Linked DNA regions of Mus musculus: region 1 is linked to region 2. The links are chromatin contacts, called in public promoter capture Hi-C maps. All regions are on one chromosome and are shown on one strand. Each heading gives the region's core, a stretch centred on a gene start, on an enhancer-like site or on the middle of the called end of the contact. The rest is flanking DNA. Distances are from core to core; before and after follow the strand shown. Region 1 overlaps 2900026A02Rik (RIKEN cDNA 2900026A02 gene). Region 2 overlaps Tpst2 (protein-tyrosine sulfotransferase 2).

Region 1 (5,073 bases), core at 910-3,409, 870 kb after region 2:
TCTTCGGGTAGAGGAAGAACACTACCTAACTCTCTAAAAATGGCCTCCTCACCCCATGTGAGTCCCAGCTTGCACCCTGCCCCGCACACTGCACTGGGGAGAAGCAGGCCTATCATTATGAACAGCAAGATGGCTGCCCTGGGGTGTGGTCCTTCAGAGGGAAGGGTCTGATGAAGCCAGACATGAAGCCAGTGCTGGGGAACAGGATCCCTTGAGCACACAGAGAAAGAACCTCTTTATGCCCTTTTATGGTGGGGAACTCGACTTCAGGGCAGCTAGGTCTGTTGTGCAAGCATGGAGCCCAGCGGGCTCTGAGGAAGCCTGGGTCAGGCTTTGGGGTCAGTGGGCCTCGACACTGAGACACAGCAGCTCAATGGCTGCTGCAGGCTGGCACAGCCTGCTCTAAACTTAGAACAGCCAACAAGGCTGGGAAGAGGGGTCCCCGGGGGTGCTGCTCCTTAGCAGCATGCTTGGCAGGGTGCCACGGCCGTTCAAGGCCAGCCTGGGCAGCAGCTCCCAGCAGCCTGTGCGGTTTCCTGTCCACCTGTGTGGACCTGAACAACAGGAAAGGCGGCAGCAGGATTGCCACCCCCCACCGGCTTTTCTTCCATTCTGCAGAGACAGAGACCCCTGAGGGGCCCCGGATATCCCAGTAAGCATGAGCCACGAACCTGCCATGTGCGTAGCCCTGTGTGAGAAGTGGAGGAAACACAACAAAACAAGTCTCAGCCAGCTTCAGAAATGTATTCAGTTCAGCTACTCACTCAGTACAGTGTGCACGTAGCGAGCACCTCTGTGCACTGAGCCCAGTTCATTCACTGTAAACAAACCAACAAGACCTCTATTCTCAAAAGAAAAAAAAAAAAAAAACCCTCACTTTGTCATTGGCTCACTATTAACAAGCACATACTGTGTGCAGGAGCTTGTACTAAAAAACAGAGGAAATGAACAAGGGATCCTGATCACTCGTCAGTCGTTCATTTTCTCATTCAGGTCTATAAGCAGTTATTGAGCACTTTCTGTATACCCAGCACTTCGCCAAGCACGGTGAACAGAGTCATGGTGCAGCCGGTACTTGAACATTCACCCTGAGTCACGGGCGGGCTCCTGGATGCCCACTGTGTGATGACACAGGTCTGGGGTACAGTCACCACCTCAGCTGCATCCTTCCATGCACCAACCGCAACCAGCCTACTATGTGCATAGGAGAGAAGGCCCGTTGTGACCTTCCTTCCCCTCTGATAGGTTCACTCCACCAAAGCATCTACTATGCGCCAGGCCCTGAGAAGCTAGTGAATGAAGTTCATATCCATGGGGCCGGATGACATAGGATGCGTGCTCACTTCACCAGTCAGGCCTGAGTGCTCTGTCAGGACAGCAAGAACCTCTCAGTTATTCAAAAGCTCCGTGAGATTTGGGTGACTGTGAAGCAGGTCACACGCACCCTGATCTGGCAGGGGACACAGGGACCATGAAGGGATCTCTTGGTACCCATGATCATATCTTAAGAGATCAAGATGAGAGAATCCACCAGAACTCAGGGACAGCCAAGCTTGGGGAAAGATGTTTCCAATAGTGTGGAGGCACAGGGAAGCAGACAGCAGGCAGGCAGGTCCTTCAGCACCCACACCGTCCCAGGCTGAGTACAGGGCAGGGGAATAGCAGGCTTCATACCCACCGCCCAGATGGCTGAGGAAGTAGGTCTGTGGCTACCAGAATCCACAGAGAGCAGAAGGGATGCCAGGAGCCATCTGTGGCTGCCTCCACAATGTGGTCCTCGTACCGGCTCTCTCACCCCCGGCCCTACATGCACAGTGACAACGTTTCTACAGGACTTAGTTCTGAGTCCCTGGGGAACCCAGCTCACCCATCCCTAGTCAGGGACAACTGTGTCCTGCCCCAAGAACTCACGAGTGTGGCAACAGATAGTTACAGGGCTGCATCTTTCGAGTGGCTTGTCAGGACAAGCTAGCAGGCACATACACGTGCCTGTGTTCTGCGGAGGATCCAGGAAATCGGAAGACAGAAGGCCAAGCTCCCACGCTGTGCACCCGGGAACCCGGCAGCATCTGCCTTCCCGACCTCTTCAGAGGCCCTGACCCCTGAGCCTGCCCAGTCGGCTGTGTGGGTCACAGGATGACCGTGGCTTCACATGGCATGCCACCTGCTATGCTCTACAAGTCTCAGGTCACCTGTCCCAGAGGACAAAGGCCGCTTTCACTGGGCCCCGGCTGCTCACGCAAGCCTGGGCAGGCGTCAGGGCAGGGAGGGCGGCCCCAGCAGGCCCCTCTGGGAAGACAGCCAGACAGCCCAGCCTCTGGGGCCCTGCAAGCCAGGGCAGCACTGAGGGTTGGCCCTCTTCCCCTCCCAATCTATACCTTCAACAGGGTGAGAACAGGGCAGAGGGAAGCTTTGAGGAAAAGCTGATGAATTCATCAGTCAGCTTTGTTTAGCACTCACGAGACCAAGACACACCTTCAGAGCTAAGATCAAGTCAACATGGTGGCCGCCCGGCGCAAACTCCAAGGCCGGGCATCCTAGGTCAAATTGCTTTCCACTGCTGATGGCTAGGTGACTCTCCAGAGGTGGCTTAACCTCTCTGGGCAGATGATAGCAGTCTCTCTCTCCAGGACTACTCAAAGGACAAAATGAACCTCTGACACCCCAACCACCCACCATACCACACCACACCACACCCCCCCCCCCCCCCCCGTCACAGAACTCAGAATGTGACTAAATTTTTGAAGAGCCTTAAAACCACTGGGTAAGCTAAAGGAGGCCAGTAGGGTGGGTCTTCCGATTCAAGTATCTTTGAGGCTGGGGGTGAGTGCTCATGTAGTTCGATGCGACTGCCTCTGCTTCACAAGTGCTGGGATCATGGAGGCTCTGCAACTGGTGTGTGTGTGTGTGTGTGTGTGTGTGTGTGTGTGTGTGTTGGGGGGGGTGTCTAGGTAAGCTGAGGGAAGGAGAGCTCAGGCATCAGGGAAGCTCATACACAAAAGATTCTGAGATGTCACAGAGGGAGCCAAGGACAAAACCCTCCACCCAAGACCTTCATCTTCACTTGGGGGAGGGGGAGGGCAGAACTACAGGGCGGGGCTTCTCCAGGCCTGGGATTCTGATGGGGCTTCTTTCCAGCATCTCTTCCAGGAAGAAGAGAATGAAGACTGCTTCTAGGAGGCGACATCTCCATCAGAGCACATAAGGTCAGGAGGGGACATCTCTGTTAGAGCATATTAGCATGTCAGGCAACAGTGGCAGTTACATGGTGCTCACAGAGCCATTGGCTGCAGAAAGGCAACCTCCAGCACACAGGGCAGCTGCGCCCCAGCCAGGATCTCCACAGAAAACATGAGGTTCTCCCACCTGCAGAGCGTTTCTTTTGTTTCTGTTTAAAATTCCCTTGCTACATGTATCTATTAGTGAGCACGTGGAAGAGAGAGGCCAACTGGCGGGACTGGTCTCTCCTCCCAGCAGGTGAGTTACAGGGATGGAATTCAGGTTTGGCAGCAAGCACCTTTAGCCATTTCACACACCCTTATTTATTTTGGGGTTTTTTCAAGACAGGATTTCTCTGTATAGTCCCGGCTGTCCTGGAACTCACTATGTAGCCCAAGCTAGCCTTGAACTCACAGAACTCACAGAGATGCCCCCTGTCTCTGCCACTACCACCTAACTCTCATTTTTTATCTCCATAGCAGCATGCTGTATGTATTTATGGAGTCCCGGGTGACACGTCAGTGTAAACGCATAGCACCCAGCAACCCACTCAGATAACGGGTGTTACCCACCTGAGTTGTTCAAATTTCTCTACCAGCTATTTTAAAACGCGCAGGTCACCATTCTTGGCATTGCCTGCCACAAGCTATTCCACCCTCCAGTTGCTCCCCCAGATGGAGAGCCTTCCTCTCCATCTTCTCCCTCAGCAGTGCTAGCAGCCTCCACCCACCTCAGGGAATGGCAATCACTCTAAGCAAACGTTTGACCCTTCCCATCTGCTCCTGAGATGGACAAATCTGACATCTAAAGTGTGGACTCAGAACGCCAATCACAGTGACAGACACGAGATACCCTCTACACTCCCCGCCAGGAACTGTTGTGTCCCTCTGCCCATTACTCTCCCCAGGAAGCTCACACGTGAACAATTGAGAGCTAACCCTATCCTTCGAAAGGTCCAGCCAGCTTATGACCAGGGCGCCCTCTACTGACCAACCTGGGAATTGCTCCTCCAGAAGATCAGCTGGCAGCAACTCCAGCCATGTGGGTCTCATAACCAAGCTTAGGGAATGTATGTAAAGACAGTAGCAGCAGCTCCCATTTATTGAGCACCAACTATGTGCCATATCTTCCCCGCAGATGAGAAGAAAGGCTGAAACACACAGCCTTTGGGGATCGCAAGGCGGGAGGGAGACCTGAACTTGAACCCAGGTCATTGTGCCCACAGAGTACCCCCCTTCACTGGAGCTCTAGAACTTGGAACATGTGCACGGGCTTTAAGGAGACTCTGATTCAAACCTTCAGGCTCAGTAAAGGCAAGCAACTGCTCAGGGCCACACAGCAACTGTTCCCAGAAGTACTCTGGCCATGTAACCACCTTGGACAGCCACAAGACTAACACATCCTTTGGAACATCTCCAGGCCTAGAACATCTGAAACCCAGGGAAACAGCAGGGGCTAAGTCCTGGAGGCTCTGCCTGAGAGGACAGCTCCCATGGCACAAAGTGTCCAATATCATGGTAACATATGGAGTCCTTCTGGGGACCAGGAGATGTCCTTCCAGGCTCAGGGGCCACCAGCAACCCAAAGTCTATCTCCACCTTTCTGTGTCTGTATGACAAATGCTAGAGACATGCACAACAAGTAGGATAGGGGTCATGCTATGCTTGGGGCACAGCAGGCCGAGTCTGGAACATGGGCTAGGAGTGCAGCTGGAGGCTAGACCACTGGATGAGTGTGAATCCAACATGCGCACCTGGGCGACGTGGGCATGAGACTGTCACAGAGAGAGAAGGAGCAACCAGTGTAGGTGGCTGAATCCGGGCTATAGCCACTGGCAGATCTGTCCTGATTAAA
Region 2 (5,307 bases), core at 1,544-4,043:
GAACTATTTCCATAGCCTTGAGCTACGTTCTTGAAGGGAGTCCGATTTCTGAACGTCAGTCCAGGCTTCTGGTAGTTACCTGTTGCAGGGTTTAAAACAGCATTGCCCTACAGGTCCTGCATGGTGTCATCTGGCTGTGGCTGGTGACAGAACTGGGGAAACAGAGCCCCCGGCACTTAGTGTAGCTCCACCGTTCTCCACAAGTTCCTTGGTGAAGAAAGTAGTCTAGGAATCAAGGGAGCTCCCTGGGCCTCGAGTCCCTGCTGGGGAATGAACGTACATCCTCAGAGCTCAGTATGGCATCTTGAGCTCCAGAAAGCCTCCAGGGCATTGTGGGTGTATTTGTAGCTAGACTGTGAGTCGTGTGGCTTCATAAGTGTATCTTTCGAGAGCTCAGGTACGGTTTGGGTGGCTTTGACGTGCCAAGCGACCTCGCAGAAGTTCCCCTGAGAGGAAGTCTGTACTTGCCCCGTACCGTCCATGTCTTGCTGCCTGCCCAGTGTCAGACATACCGCAGAGGTCTGGGATGCCCCTCTCCCCCATCCCAAGCCGCGGGCTGAGGAGGAATTATGGGCACATGAGTCATTTGAAATAGCTGAAGGGCTGGGCCAAGCTGGAGAAATTGCAGTGGAGGACAAGGGGGAACAGACATTATTGCTGGAGAGATGGCAGCTGGTGGCCCGGCTGCCAAGTGGATGCTCTCATTTGCCAGGCTCTTGACCTAGGCTGGCTTGTGGGAGAAAGATGGCAAGGTCAGAGAGCTGGCACCACCTCTCTTAGTATCACCGGCTCTGCTTGGAAGCCAGGCCTGGAGCTGTTGCTGCTTCTTGCTACCCCTGGGCTGAGTTTGCAGAGTACAAGTAGCTGCTACCTCCTGGGGATAGGAGGGGGCATGATGTCATCAGCAGTCCAGTTTGCCCTTTGCAAACCTCAGTGATTACAAACCTGGCTGAACAGTGCAAGGCCCACTGAGTGCCAGCCATTGGCCTAGATGCTTACAGCCCTTAACTCGGTTCTCCTGACGGCAGAGGAGGCACAGAGCACAGAGGCCTCAGTGGTTGCTGCTGTCGGGACTATAGGGTCATGCAGCTGCCAGGTTGGAGACAGATTTGAGGCCAAGGCTATCCTCATCGGTTACGGACCTTCCTCTCTCATTTCCCTTGGTAAGGCCCGGCACATGAGCCCCTGGGCTCAGTGGTTACAAGTATTAGCCACTCTTGTGCACATTTGTATCTGCCTATCTCACTTCCTCCTGAATGGCAGGGTGGACAGACACAGGGTTCTCGCCTTGTGAAGTCCTGGAGGCTTGCAAGCCCCAGTTCCCTCCGGATGGCTGTGGTATTGGGCAAGGCGCTTCCCCTTCTGGGCCTGTTCTTCCTGCTAGAGAAGGGATTCACTGCCTGCGGGTTTTGTTTAGCTCCCTGGTGATGTGGCTGTTCTAGGTTGGCCAGCTGGCTTTGAACCTAGGATTTCTATGCATGCTGGACAGGCTCTCTCCCATTGAACTACAACGGAGGTCTACTCCTGGTTCATTTTGAGATGAGGTCTTACTAAGCTGCCTAAACTGGCCTAGAACTCTCTCTGTAGTCCAGGCTGGCTTTGAACTTTCAGTCTTCCTGCGTCAGCCTCCTAGGAATTAGGACAACAGGCCTGTGTCACTGAGCCTGGCTGCTATTCTGGTTTTAATTGAACTGGCATTCAGACATTTGTAGAGGAAACTTACAGTTCCAAACTGAATTCCTGAGGCTCCGGGCAGGTGTCTTGGGCTGTCCTGATCCCTATCACCCCCAAACTGACCCCAGTGTTACATTCAGGACTGGCCCCAGGAGTCTGACTTGGTGTAGAAAAAGCTTCAGGGTTTTGAGGGCAGCCGTGGGCCTTCCTTGTGTTTGGAAACCATCCCTATTGCTTAGCGCCTTTTAAATCTACTTTATCCTCCTTGGCGTTCTTCACATGCATCGTCACACATTCCTCGGATGTCTGTGGAACATCTCACAATCCCCAAGTCACAGAGAACCTTCACAACCTTAGGTTCAGGTCTGGCCTAAGCCGGTATGAAACAGCAGAGGCCAGCCGCAGCCCGCCTATGTCTCAGCAGGTGAACTGCAGGTTCTGGGATGCGTGAGTCTGAACCACCGGCTGCAGGGACAGATCCCCCCCCCCCCCCCCCTGCTCTGCCCTCAATAGTGACATAACCTCGTATTTCCCAAACTCTGAGGCTGGCAGTGTGTCAGCCACCAAAAGCCACTCAAGCTTGATGTAGGCTATTGGTAGAGGCAGCTGGAATACGTGGGGCCTCCAGTTGTACACAGTTGCCTCCATGACGGGCCAGAAGACACTGAACACTCGGTAGCTGTGTCTGCCCTGAGGGCACATTGCAGCTCCCTAGGAAGAGGCTGCTACCAGATCCAAAAGCAGCAAGAGCCTCTTGTTCTGGGGACCTGGGAAGCTGGATGCTTGATGTCACTATGCCCCACCCCCATGCTGCTTTCTAAAGAATGCATTTGAAACAATTATGGCCTAGACTTAAGAGTCAGGTCCTGCCCCACACCTTGTCCTGGGAGCAGAGTCATACAGGGCCAGGGACACACCGTGCTCGCTGACCACCTCTTGTCTCTGGCTGCTGCATCACAACTGAATACAAATGTATTCCCCTATCTTTTCTTCTCTGGTTTTCAATTACTCGGCGAGCTGGAAGTATTAAGTGGAAATTTCTAGAAACAGGCCATTCTAAGAGGTGTGATGAAACTTACCCTGCGGGCTGGGACTTGGCTGGTCTCCTGTATCCACAGTGTATATGCTGCCTGCCCTGTTACTCTCTGTCTGCTGTGACAGAGGACGTGGTCAGTATTTCAGAAGGCTTTTGTAACTTAACATTACTAAGTCACTTCCCCAAACATGTTACTCTCCTGCTGGCCCTATTTTATTAATCAGATCCTGTCACTGATGTGTGTATAGGAAAAGCCTGGTATGTATGAGGGAACTGTGCCTGGTCAGGCTTCTGCTGGTCTCTTGGAATGTCAGGGGGTCTGGAGTAGTCAGGAGAGTGGCGTGGGACCTCAACACTCCTGCAGAGGTCATCGGAAAGTTGGCCAAATAAAAAGTTCTCTAAATACTAGTGGTGATGATCTTGTCTGTGCACCTTCTGCACTTAGCTCTTAATGTTGATTCCCCTTGGGTCAGCTCTGTCATGGGTAGTGCTGCGGGATCCTTCTTTATACTGGGTGCTGGCTGGAGTCCCGGGAAAGGAGCCAGGTGGAAGCAGGTTGTGTGGCTTGGGTGGTCAGCCTGGCAGGCTGTTGCAGAGCCCAGAGCTGCTTCCAGTTGCTTTCTGTCCGCCTGAGGCAGGTAGGAGGCCTTTATCCCTTCTCCTTAACAGTTCACAAATGTGTGCAGGCAGTGGAGTTGGGGGGCTGTGATGAAGGGATGTGGGGTTGAAGTGGGGGTGCAGTGGGGAGCAGCAAGGCCACCCCAAAGCCCCCAGGGAGCCAGGCTCTTTGGGGGGGTGTGGAACAGATGGGGTAGTCAAGGAGGCATGCTGGGGGAGGAGTTGGCCGGGTAGAAGGGGGAGAGAGCCACACCTGTGAGAGCTGACAGGTGAGGCCTGTGGCCTGATGGGTTTGCTGGAGCTCAGTGCAGAACCCACTGTGTTTGTGGGAGCATCGGGTGGGGGTGGGGTGGGGTCAGGGGTCAGGACATGTGCTTTAAAATTGGAGGCAGTTTGAGTTAAGTCACAGGCGAGCCTCAAGCACCAGGCTGGGTTGTGCCGGGTCTCAGAGTATCAGGAACTGAGCACGGGAGGAAGGAAATAGTTTTTAAAAGACTTGAATTACTTCATAAGTAAAGAACCAAGAGTAGAAGTTTCTGGATGCAGCCAGAGGCGCTGGAGGCTCTGTGCCTGGGAAGTTGTGTCTGCGACAGCTCCTTTTCTCTAGTCCCCTCAGCTCCCTTAGATAACTCTGGGCACCGGACTGGGAAACCCACAGGCTGCCTACCCAGAGCCTTCTCAGGATGAGTGTCTTCATCCCGTCTCTTTCCTCCATGTGTGTCTCTCTGACATCAGAAATTGACCTCTTGCCATCTCTTTACCCATGTGTATCTATGTGTATCTATGCTTCTCCCCCCACCCCTGTGTGTGTGCTTGTGTATGTATGTGTGTGTACGTGATGAGGAGGCCTCAGAGGAATGCTGGGTGTCTTCCTGTGTTCTGCATCTTAGTTTATGAGAAAGTCTCTCACTCACCACTCCCAGCAGACTGGTAAGGCAGCAACCCCCAGGGGACCTTTCTCTTAACTCACCACCGCAATGCTACATTGTAGATGTCATGCTCCTACCTTGGCTTTTATGTGGGACTTGGGGATTTAAACCCAGGTCCTCTTGCTTGAACAATAAGCACCTCATCTACTGAGCCATCTCCCCCACCCTCCCTGTCTCTACCTGTGCCTGCCGCCCATCAGTCTCTCCTGGTCTCTATCTTGGCCATTTGTCTCTACTCCCTCACCTTAGTGTCTGCCCCCCATTGCTGTTGCTTGTTGTCTTCTTCATCTGTCTCCCCAGCTCTCATCCCTGTCTCTCTCCCACTTCCTCTCCCATTTCCCTCGACCCTGGGTGACGTCTGCTATCAGTTCCGTTCAGACCCTTCTCTTGGCTATGGGGGATGTTGATGTGGCTGTTCTCCAGGTCCCCTCCTTCCTGCCCCAGGGCTGTGGGAGGAAGAGGAAACCCCAGATGCCCCCATAGGGACGGTGAGGGAGAGAAAGGCCAAGACTCCAATACTCAGTGCGTGGATTACTAATCCTCAGGACTCCCTGACACTCACACACAGTAGGTGCTTTTTTTTACACCCCGTTCTACGATGCCACAGTGTCGCCTTTACCTCTCTGCTCAAGCACATAGTAGGCCCACAGTGGTGGCAGCTGTGGTGGCAGCAGAGGCTCCTCCTCCTCCTTTTTGGTGGGGGCAGGGTTTCCTCTGTTTAGCCCTGGCTGTCCTGTAACTTCTGCGTTGATCTGACTGGTCTTAACTCACAGAGATCCACCGGCTTTTGTCTCTGCTGCCACACCCAGCACATATCTGGATGAAGAATTTGGAGTCTGGGGAGGGGGAAAAATGGTGTTAAAAGCTGGGGCCAAGCCCTTTTTTCCTGCTGGGGGAAACTGAGGCCTGAGACTATAAACAACATGCCTACTGTTGGAGTGAAGAGTGGGGGAGGGGGGTGGAAAGCAGAGCATCAAGAGCATTTGTCCCATGGGTGGGAGAGAGGCCTGCCAGGCTGTCCAGGGGAACGCCCTCCTGGCAGGGGGGACC

Evidence for each region. Promoter capture Hi-C pulls out the DNA fragments that hold promoters and counts their contacts.
Region 1: a contact with region 2 is called in a promoter capture Hi-C map of liver, with 2.7 times the contacts expected there. The contact joins two enhancer-like sites. A contact is called at or near these places in 2 of 39 promoter capture datasets (embryonic stem cells and liver), 1 of 15 datasets of contacts at CTCF or cohesin (large pre-B cells), 2 of 484 Hi-C or Micro-C datasets (adipose-derived mesenchymal stem cells and liver) and 3 of 115 datasets of contacts at active chromatin or transcription factors (embryonic stem cells, large pre-B cells and pancreatic cancer cells).

The regions. Positions count from the first base shown.
Region 1 is chr5:113,151,157-113,156,229 of GRCm38.p6, forward strand. All of the region lies in intron 6 of 2900026A02Rik (RIKEN cDNA 2900026A02 gene), which reads right to left. Gm42161 (a long non-coding RNA gene) reads left to right here. Exons shown (of 3, transcript XR_003955964.1): 3 at 3,139-3,431. Among named protein-coding and RNA genes, the nearest start is that of Gm42161, 8.4 kb to the left of the region's middle. RefSeq lists an enhancer at 796-3,072. Within about 2 kb of position 2,160, at least 82 of the 459 cell types and tissues checked have an H3K27ac peak or open chromatin away from gene starts, as enhancers often do. A contact at or near this core is called in embryonic stem cells and liver, where this site is marked.
Region 2 is chr5:112,279,063-112,284,369 of GRCm38.p6, forward strand. The region is part of intron 1 of Tpst2 (protein-tyrosine sulfotransferase 2); the gene reads left to right. Among named protein-coding and RNA genes, the nearest start is that of Tpst2, 5.0 kb to the left of the region's middle. Within about 2 kb of position 2,794, at least 118 of the 459 cell types and tissues checked have an H3K27ac peak or open chromatin away from gene starts, as enhancers often do. A contact at or near this core is called in embryonic stem cells and liver, where this site is marked.